Regions from separate parts of the Sus scrofa genome. Here region 2 is linked to region 1. The links are chromatin contacts, called in public Hi-C maps. All regions are on one chromosome and are shown on one strand. Each heading gives the region's core, a stretch centred on a gene start, on an enhancer-like site or on the middle of the called end of the contact. The rest is flanking DNA. Distances are from core to core; before and after follow the strand shown. Region 1 holds the start of STK11 (serine/threonine-protein kinase STK11). Region 2 holds the start of GPX4 (glutathione peroxidase 4).

What was found. A called contact is a pair of places that touch in the nucleus more often than the background predicts.
Region 2: a contact with region 1 is called in a Hi-C map of liver, with 3 times the contacts expected there. The contact joins the promoter of GPX4 here to the promoter of STK11 in region 1. A contact is called at or near these places in 3 of 5 promoter capture datasets (fetal skeletal muscle, liver and skeletal muscle), 24 of 47 Hi-C or Micro-C datasets (alveolar macrophages, blood, embryonic fibroblasts and 8 more) and 2 of 2 datasets of contacts at active chromatin or transcription factors (alveolar macrophages and skeletal muscle).

Annotation. Positions count from the first base shown.
Region 1 is chr2:77,247,719-77,250,994 of Sscrofa11.1, reverse strand. STK11 (serine/threonine-protein kinase STK11) reads left to right here and starts at 1,673. Exons shown (of 10, transcript XM_021084263.1): 1 at 1,673-3,049. The coding sequence starts at 2,760.
Region 2 is chr2:77,321,788-77,325,323 of Sscrofa11.1, reverse strand. It overlaps GPX4 (glutathione peroxidase 4), which reads left to right and starts at 1,393. Exons shown (of 7, transcript NM_214407.1): 1 at 1,393-1,522; 2 at 2,480-2,574; 3 at 2,652-2,796; 4 at 2,921-3,072; 5 at 3,159-3,183; 6 at 3,344-3,403; 7 at 3,474-3,536. The coding sequence starts at 1,439. The coding sequence ends at 3,506.

The DNA of each region.
Region 1 (3,276 bases), core at 424-2,923:
CCTACACCATGGCTCATGGCAACACCGGATCCTTAACCCACTGAGCGAGACAAGGGATTGAACCCGAAACCTCATGGTTCCTAGTCGGATTCGTTTCCCCTGTGCCAGGACGGGAACTCCCTGAGTAACTTTTATGCAATACAGACTTCCAGATCTTAATGTTTTCCCATGCAAGCAGCTCCGGCCCTCCACCTTCCTGGAGCAGACAGAGTTCTTGCCTAAGAAGCTGACAAGCAATGCTTGGAACATGATTAGCAGGGCTGCTAGCAAGGACATAAGGCAAGTAGTTGCTACATGATTACAAGAAAGGTGGTATGTGGCAAGCAAAGCTGCTGACAGGCACGTAGCTGCCTTTTCAGCCAGGGGCGGCGGGGGCGGGGGGGGGGGGAGGTTGTTTCTCTAGTTCTTACTTCAATATTGGCCATCTTTTTTTATTGACCAATTTGGCTACAGTTTAATTAAGTTTCTGGATCTTTTCAAAGACAGTCTTTTGGCTTCACTGACTTTCCTTAGTCTTCCCACTCCCACCCCAAATCTGCGGCACGTGAAAGTTCCCAGGCCAGGGACTGAACCCTGGCCACAGCAAAGACAACACGGGATCCTTAACCCGCTTAGCCACTGGGGAACTCCTGGTTTTCATTACCCTTTTTCCGTTGTATTTCATTGGTTTCTGGTTTATGATTTAGGAATTTGGGGCTAACTCCCATGTTCTGATTAGGGCTGGCTGGTACACTGGTGTGACCTGGGACTCCTATCCCTCAAAGCCATAGCAATCCCCCTTCTCTGGGTATTTGAGAATCCGATGAGACACATGGATGTCCCCAAGAACGTGTATACTGGTGAGCTCCATTTCACACATAGTCTTAGGGAGTGCACAGGTGTTGGGTCAAGAACTCCCAGCCTGGAACCCAAATCTGATGGTGTCAAGTCCCAAGGTTTCACAAGCAGTTTGCCCCAGCAAAATAAGAACGTAGTGATACAAACAAACAAAAAGCAAAACAGGTTAAAAAACACAGGCCTGGAAGTATTTTCCACCTCATCAAGCCATATTTTGCCAACTCTGTTTTTCACCCAAAGCACTTTGCTGGCACCATCCCAGCTGGGTTCTGAGTTTTAGCCCATGAATTCCTTTGGGGCAGAAATCATCCAGAGCCCTTCTCAACCCATCTGGCCTGAGATACTTAATAAAGGCTTTTTGCCTCGAATTGTACACTTTGGCTACTTTTTGACCCTTGACCTCGCCTCAAACGGGGTTTCGGTTGAGGAGCCCAGGCAGGGGCACCAGAGTCCCCGAGCCCGGCCCCCGCCCAGGAGCACTGCACTCGCCCGGTCCCATGGAAGACTTTAGAACTCCAGACCTCCGACCTCGGCTCCCAACCCCTCCCAGGTCAACGCCCGGGTTTCGCTTCCCGGCTCCTGCTTTCCGCCCCCTCGCCGTGACGGGCGTTTCCTCAGGCCAATGAACAAACGGTATCCACCCCTGGGGCGGGGCCCAGCGGGAACCAATCCCCGCTCGGGCGCCCGCCCGGATCCAAACGGCCCAATAGGAGCGGCGGCGGGGCGCGCCTCGGGGGTCGAGGCCAGGCGGCTCGGCCAACGGACGTGCACGTCGGCGCCGCGAGGGGCGGGTCCGCGACGGGCGTGCGGCGGCACGGCGGCGCAGGGAGGGGGAGGAGATAAACAAGATGGCGGCGGCGTGTAGGGCGCGGAAGGGGGAGGCGGCCCGGGGCGCCCTCGAGTGAGGCGGGGCGCGGCGGCAGCGGCGGCGGGCGCCAGCCGGCAGCGCGGCCGCCTTGCATGGGCTGGGCCCCCGCGCCGCCCCGCCTGCTCCACGCGCGCGGCGGCCGCGGCGGGGGACGGGCCACCCGGACCCCGGCGGCCTCAGGAACCCCGGCCCGGCGCCTGCGGCCTGCGCCGCCTCAGCCGCCCGGAGCTCCACGCGCCCCGCGTTCCGCGGCCGACGGAGTTCCGGCGCAGACCGAGCGCGGGCTGCCGTTTGGGGCGCGGCGCCCTCCGGGCCCGCGCGGCCGCTCGGGGTCCCAGGCCGGTGTGCGGACGCCCGGGCGGCGGCCGACTCCGACGGGGGTCGCTCCCTGCGGCCGGCGGGCCCCGGGCAGTCCCGGCGCTGGAGGGAGCCAGCGGGGCCAAACAGAGGTTCCCCGTGCGCTCCGGACACGCACCTGCCGGCGTCTCGGGCGCCCCGGCCGGCGGGGCCGGCGGGAGCCGCCCCCGAGCAGCGCGCCGGATCCCCAGCGAAGCTCGCCTGCCCGGCTCTGGGGGCCCCGGGGCCGGCCTGCGCGGGGCCCCGGGCGCGCGCCATGGCTCGCTAGTAATGGACGGCGCGGAGAAGACTCGACCCGGCCGCGTCCGTGTTCGTTCGAGGGTCTAAAGTCCCTGGAGGATGACCTAGCACTTCCCGGCCCCACCGGCCTCCCGAGGGCCCCCGTGGACGCGCCGGCCCGCCTCAAAACTGTGAGGCCGGGCGGCCGCAAAACTTGGGACGCTGCACACACCCGGGTGTCCGGGCTTTGGACCAGGCGCGCCTTTTGAACTCACGTTCAGTACAATCGTTTCTTTTCCAAGAAGGGTTTTCTTTTTCTTTCTTTCTTTCTTTCTTTTTTTTCTTTTTGCGATTTTGTGACTTTTATTTTTGGAGAAGGGAATCTTGGGGAGGGGGGACAAAAGGAAGAACCGCTCACCAGGAAGTACACAAAGGGGATTAGAGATCGCCTGCGGGAGTCGGAGCCCTAGGGTCCAGGATGGATGTGGCGGACCCGCAGCAGCTGGGCATGTTTACAGAGGGCGAGCTGATGTCGGTGGGGATGGACACGTTCATCCATCGCATCGACTCTACTGAGGTCATCTACCAGCCCCGCCGCAAGCGGGCCAAGCTCATCGGCAAGTACCTGATGGGGGACCTGCTGGGGGAGGGGTCGTATGGCAAAGTGAAGGAGGTGCTGGACTCAGAAACGCTGTGCAGGAGAGCTGTCAAAATCCTCAAGAAGAAGAAGTTGCGAAGGATCCCCAACGGGGAGGCCAATGTGAAGAAGTAAGTGCCGACTTCCTGGGTTGGGGTGAGGTCTCCTTCCTTCTTTCAATCCTTCCTTCCTCCCTCCCTTCTTTTCTCCGTTTCTACCTTCCATACTCCCTTTCCTTAAGAACCTGAGCTGAACCGCCGGGAAGGTTGTGGGTGACTGGCTTGGATAATTGGGCGAAGTCAGCCTAGCTTGTTGCGGTTGGGTGTCCCGGGCTTCCTGACGCCGCCGATGCTGAGCC
Region 2 (3,536 bases), core at 144-2,643, 75 kb before region 1:
CAGGCTGTGGGCAGCAAGCTGGTGAAGGCTATTGTGCAAAGCAGGAGTGCAGCAATCTGGCTACTGCTTGGGCAGAGGCGAGGGTGGGGGGGGGGTGTCCTGTCCCATTTGCCAGAAAAGTCCTCTCAGCTCCCTGGGGCAGAGGGAGGGAGCTCATGCCCCCCCCCCCCAATGAGCCCAGACCAGAAAGTCTTGCCCCCAAGGACTGTGCAGCACAAAAACCTGAAACCACCCTCCTGTCTGCAGGTCAATGTTCAGCCATGGCTTGAGGTGGGGGGCGACCAGGCCGGCTGTGGAATTCATGTCTCAGTTCCCAAGAATGGGGTGGGTCTTCTCTCCCTCCAGGCTGTGGCCAAACTCCTGCGCCTTGAGTGGAACTGTGTTTGGAGCCAAGCCAGCGGGAGCTCCATCGCTATCCGCGTGCACACATGCTGTGTCACGTTGGAAGTGACAAAAGATTCCTCTGGGCAGGCGTTTTCCTTTCTAAACACACACCTGCGAGTTCTCACGCGCAAGTCGTCTCGGGAGGGGGGCGGGACAGCAGGGTAACTGCTAACGGGCCCTCGCTTCCGCCCAGGGCTCACGTGTCGCTTATATAAGCAGCTAAGGCCGTGTCCAAGGGTATCCAAGGGTACCCTGCAGCAGGGATGCAACAGCCGCAGGTGTCCCTCACGCCCTGTAGAGACCTCGCAGCCTGAGTAGGGGGGATTCCAACATCCGGCGTGGTTGTATTTACATTAAGAAGAAAACCTCCAGTTGTTTGTTTTTGTTTTGTTTTGTTTTGTTTGCTCTTTAGGGCCGCACTAAAGGGCATATGGAAGTTGCCAGACTAGGGGTCGAATCAAAGCCGTAGCTGCCGGCCTACGCCACAGCAATAAGGGATCCGAGCCGTGTCTGCGACCTACACCACAGCTCACGGGCAACGTCAGATCTCCAACCCACTGAACGAGGCCAGGGATCAAACCCGCATCCTCATGGATACTAGTTGGATTCGCTTCCGCTGCGCCACAACCGACTCCGAAAATCCCGTTTTCAAGGAGCTGGAGCGACTTTTTTGAGAGTTCCAGCCGCCGCCTCCCCTCACAGGTTTCCTGTAGTATCTAAATCTGTCGGGCACCGCGCTGCGCAGCAGTCAACCACCCAGATAACTGATTTTAACCAGAGGCCGCACCGAGTGCGTGGACGCAGCTACCTGAGAGCATGCGCAGTCACCTACAGCAACACAACCACAGCCTGGCCCCGGCCCCGCCCCCGTCGGCCCCTCACCCCGACCTCCCATTGGCTGGAGCAGGCACGCGTCTACAGTCCCGTGACAGAAGACCAATGAGAGGGATGGAGGGCGTGGCCGAGGGCGGGGAGGGGAGGGGCGCTGGCGCGCGTCCATTGGTCCGCTCGGCGAGGGGAGGAGCGCTGCCTCCCCGGAGCCCCCGCCGCCGCGATGAGCTTTAGCCGCCTGTTCCGCCTGCTGAAGCCAACGCTTCTCTGCGGGACCCTGGCGGTGCCCGGCCTGGCCGGCACCATGGTGAGCTAGGCGCTGCCGACCGGCGGGCCGGAGGGCCGTTGGGGCGGGCGCGCGGCCTGCCTCTCGGCGCGCGGGGCAGTGGCAACATTAGGCAGGGGGCGCGCGGACAATCGGCCGCCGCCTCCGCGGCCGTCGGGGCTGTGGCCAGCGCCCGGGCCGCGATCACGATCCCAGGCTGGGTCGGGGACGGGGGGCGGCGTTCGGTGGGGCTGGGGGCAAGGCTGGGCGGTGAGGACCCCCGGGTGGGCGCCCCTGACGCACAGAGTTGCTGCCTCGGGGCAACGGGGTGGCGCCGTCGGCTACTGGTACTACGCCTGGCCCGGAGAGCGGGGGGCGCCCTACGGGGTGGAAATCCGGGATCACGCGCCACGGGGCGTCACTGCCCCTCCCCGGCCCTGTGTGCCCGGGGGCTCCGCGCAGTGGCGTCACAGACGAGCGGCCCCGCGCCCTTGGCTACCGGCCCTTTGTCCCCCGGGTGTGGCGCTCGGTGGGCACAGGCGCAGCCGAAGACGGGTGGGCATGGGCCGCGCAGCCGCCGGTTCCCCGGGTCGTCGTGGCCAGCGGCGCCGGTTGCCGGCCGGGCGGCGACGCAGGGCCCCTCGGAGGCGGAGGGCTCGTTTGTGCCGCAGAAGGGCGCGCCCCCGGAGAAGGCAGCCGGCTTCCGAGAGCCCTGGGCAGGGGGGGCCCGCGGCCGGGGAGAGCGGCTGCAGCGCCGAGTCCCAGGACCCGGTGCGCGCGGGGCCCCCACACCCGCCGGCGGGGTAGCCTAGGTCTCAGTCTTTCAGGTCAAATGCGACCTGCTGTGCGGGGGGCCCTGCGCCTCTGCGGAGGAGGAGCCTCACCCTTTCCTTGCCCCAGAGCCCCGGTTTTCATCCCTTTGGCACCCTGGGTTGAGAGAGTTGCGGGCGGCCTTAGCCCCGAGATCTGCAGGCTGCTCAGTGTGCCCTTGCCTTGCAGTGCGCGTCCCGCGACGACTGGCGATGTGCTCGCTCCATGCACGAATTCTCAGCCAAGGACATCGACGGGCACATGGTGAACCTGGACAAGTACCGGTGGGTACCTGCCCGCTTGGTCTGGGGAGGCAGGGGTAAGGTCGAAGCCCTGTCCTAACCGTCTCAACCGCCTCCAGGGGCTACGTGTGCATCGTCACCAATGTGGCCTCTCAATGAGGCAAGACGGAGGTAAACTACACTCAGCTGGTCGACCTGCACGCCCGATATGCTGAGTGTGGTTTACGGATTCTGGCCTTCCCTTGCAACCAGTTTGGGAGGCAGGTACGTCTTGGTTGCCCTGGATGTCCTTGTGTGTGGGCGTGGGGAGAGGGCCTGTCTGAGGAATCTGGGTCCAAAGAGGGTACAGGGCCCTCCCCCCTCACCTCCAGCACCCCTTTCTGCCCAGGAGCCAGGGAGTGATGCTGAGATCAAAGAATTTGCTGCTGGCTACAACGTCAAATTTGATATGTTCAGCAAGATCTGTGTGAATGGGGACGATGCCCACCCTCTGTGGAAGTGGATGAAAGTCCAGCCCAAGGGGAGGGGCATGCTGGGAAAGTGAGTTGGGGGGCTGGGGTGAGAGTGGAGGGCAGTGGGGATCTGCAGCTGCCACGGGATTACTGATAACACATTTCTTTTTGCAGTGCTATCAAATGGAACTTTACCAAGGTAAGGGGGTGCTGAGGGCCTGGGGGGTGCCCTCAGTCACCCTGGTGCCACTTCTAGGGTCTCCACCTGACCTAAATGGAGTGATGGGTGGGGGCCGCTTGCTTGCTTGCCCCAGTCCCACCACGGTGGCCTTCTGTCCCTGACACCACCTGTCCTGCAGTTCCTCATTGATAAGAACGGCTGTGTGGTGAAGCGGTACGGTCCCATGGAAGAGCCCCAGGTAGGAGCCTGTGCAGGGAGCCCCCTGGGGGGGTATGGGAGAGGCACCACTGACCCTGTCTCACCTACAGGTCATAGAGAAGGACCTGCCGTGCTACCTCTAGCTCAACAAGTGTGTGCTGAGCCTGCTGCCT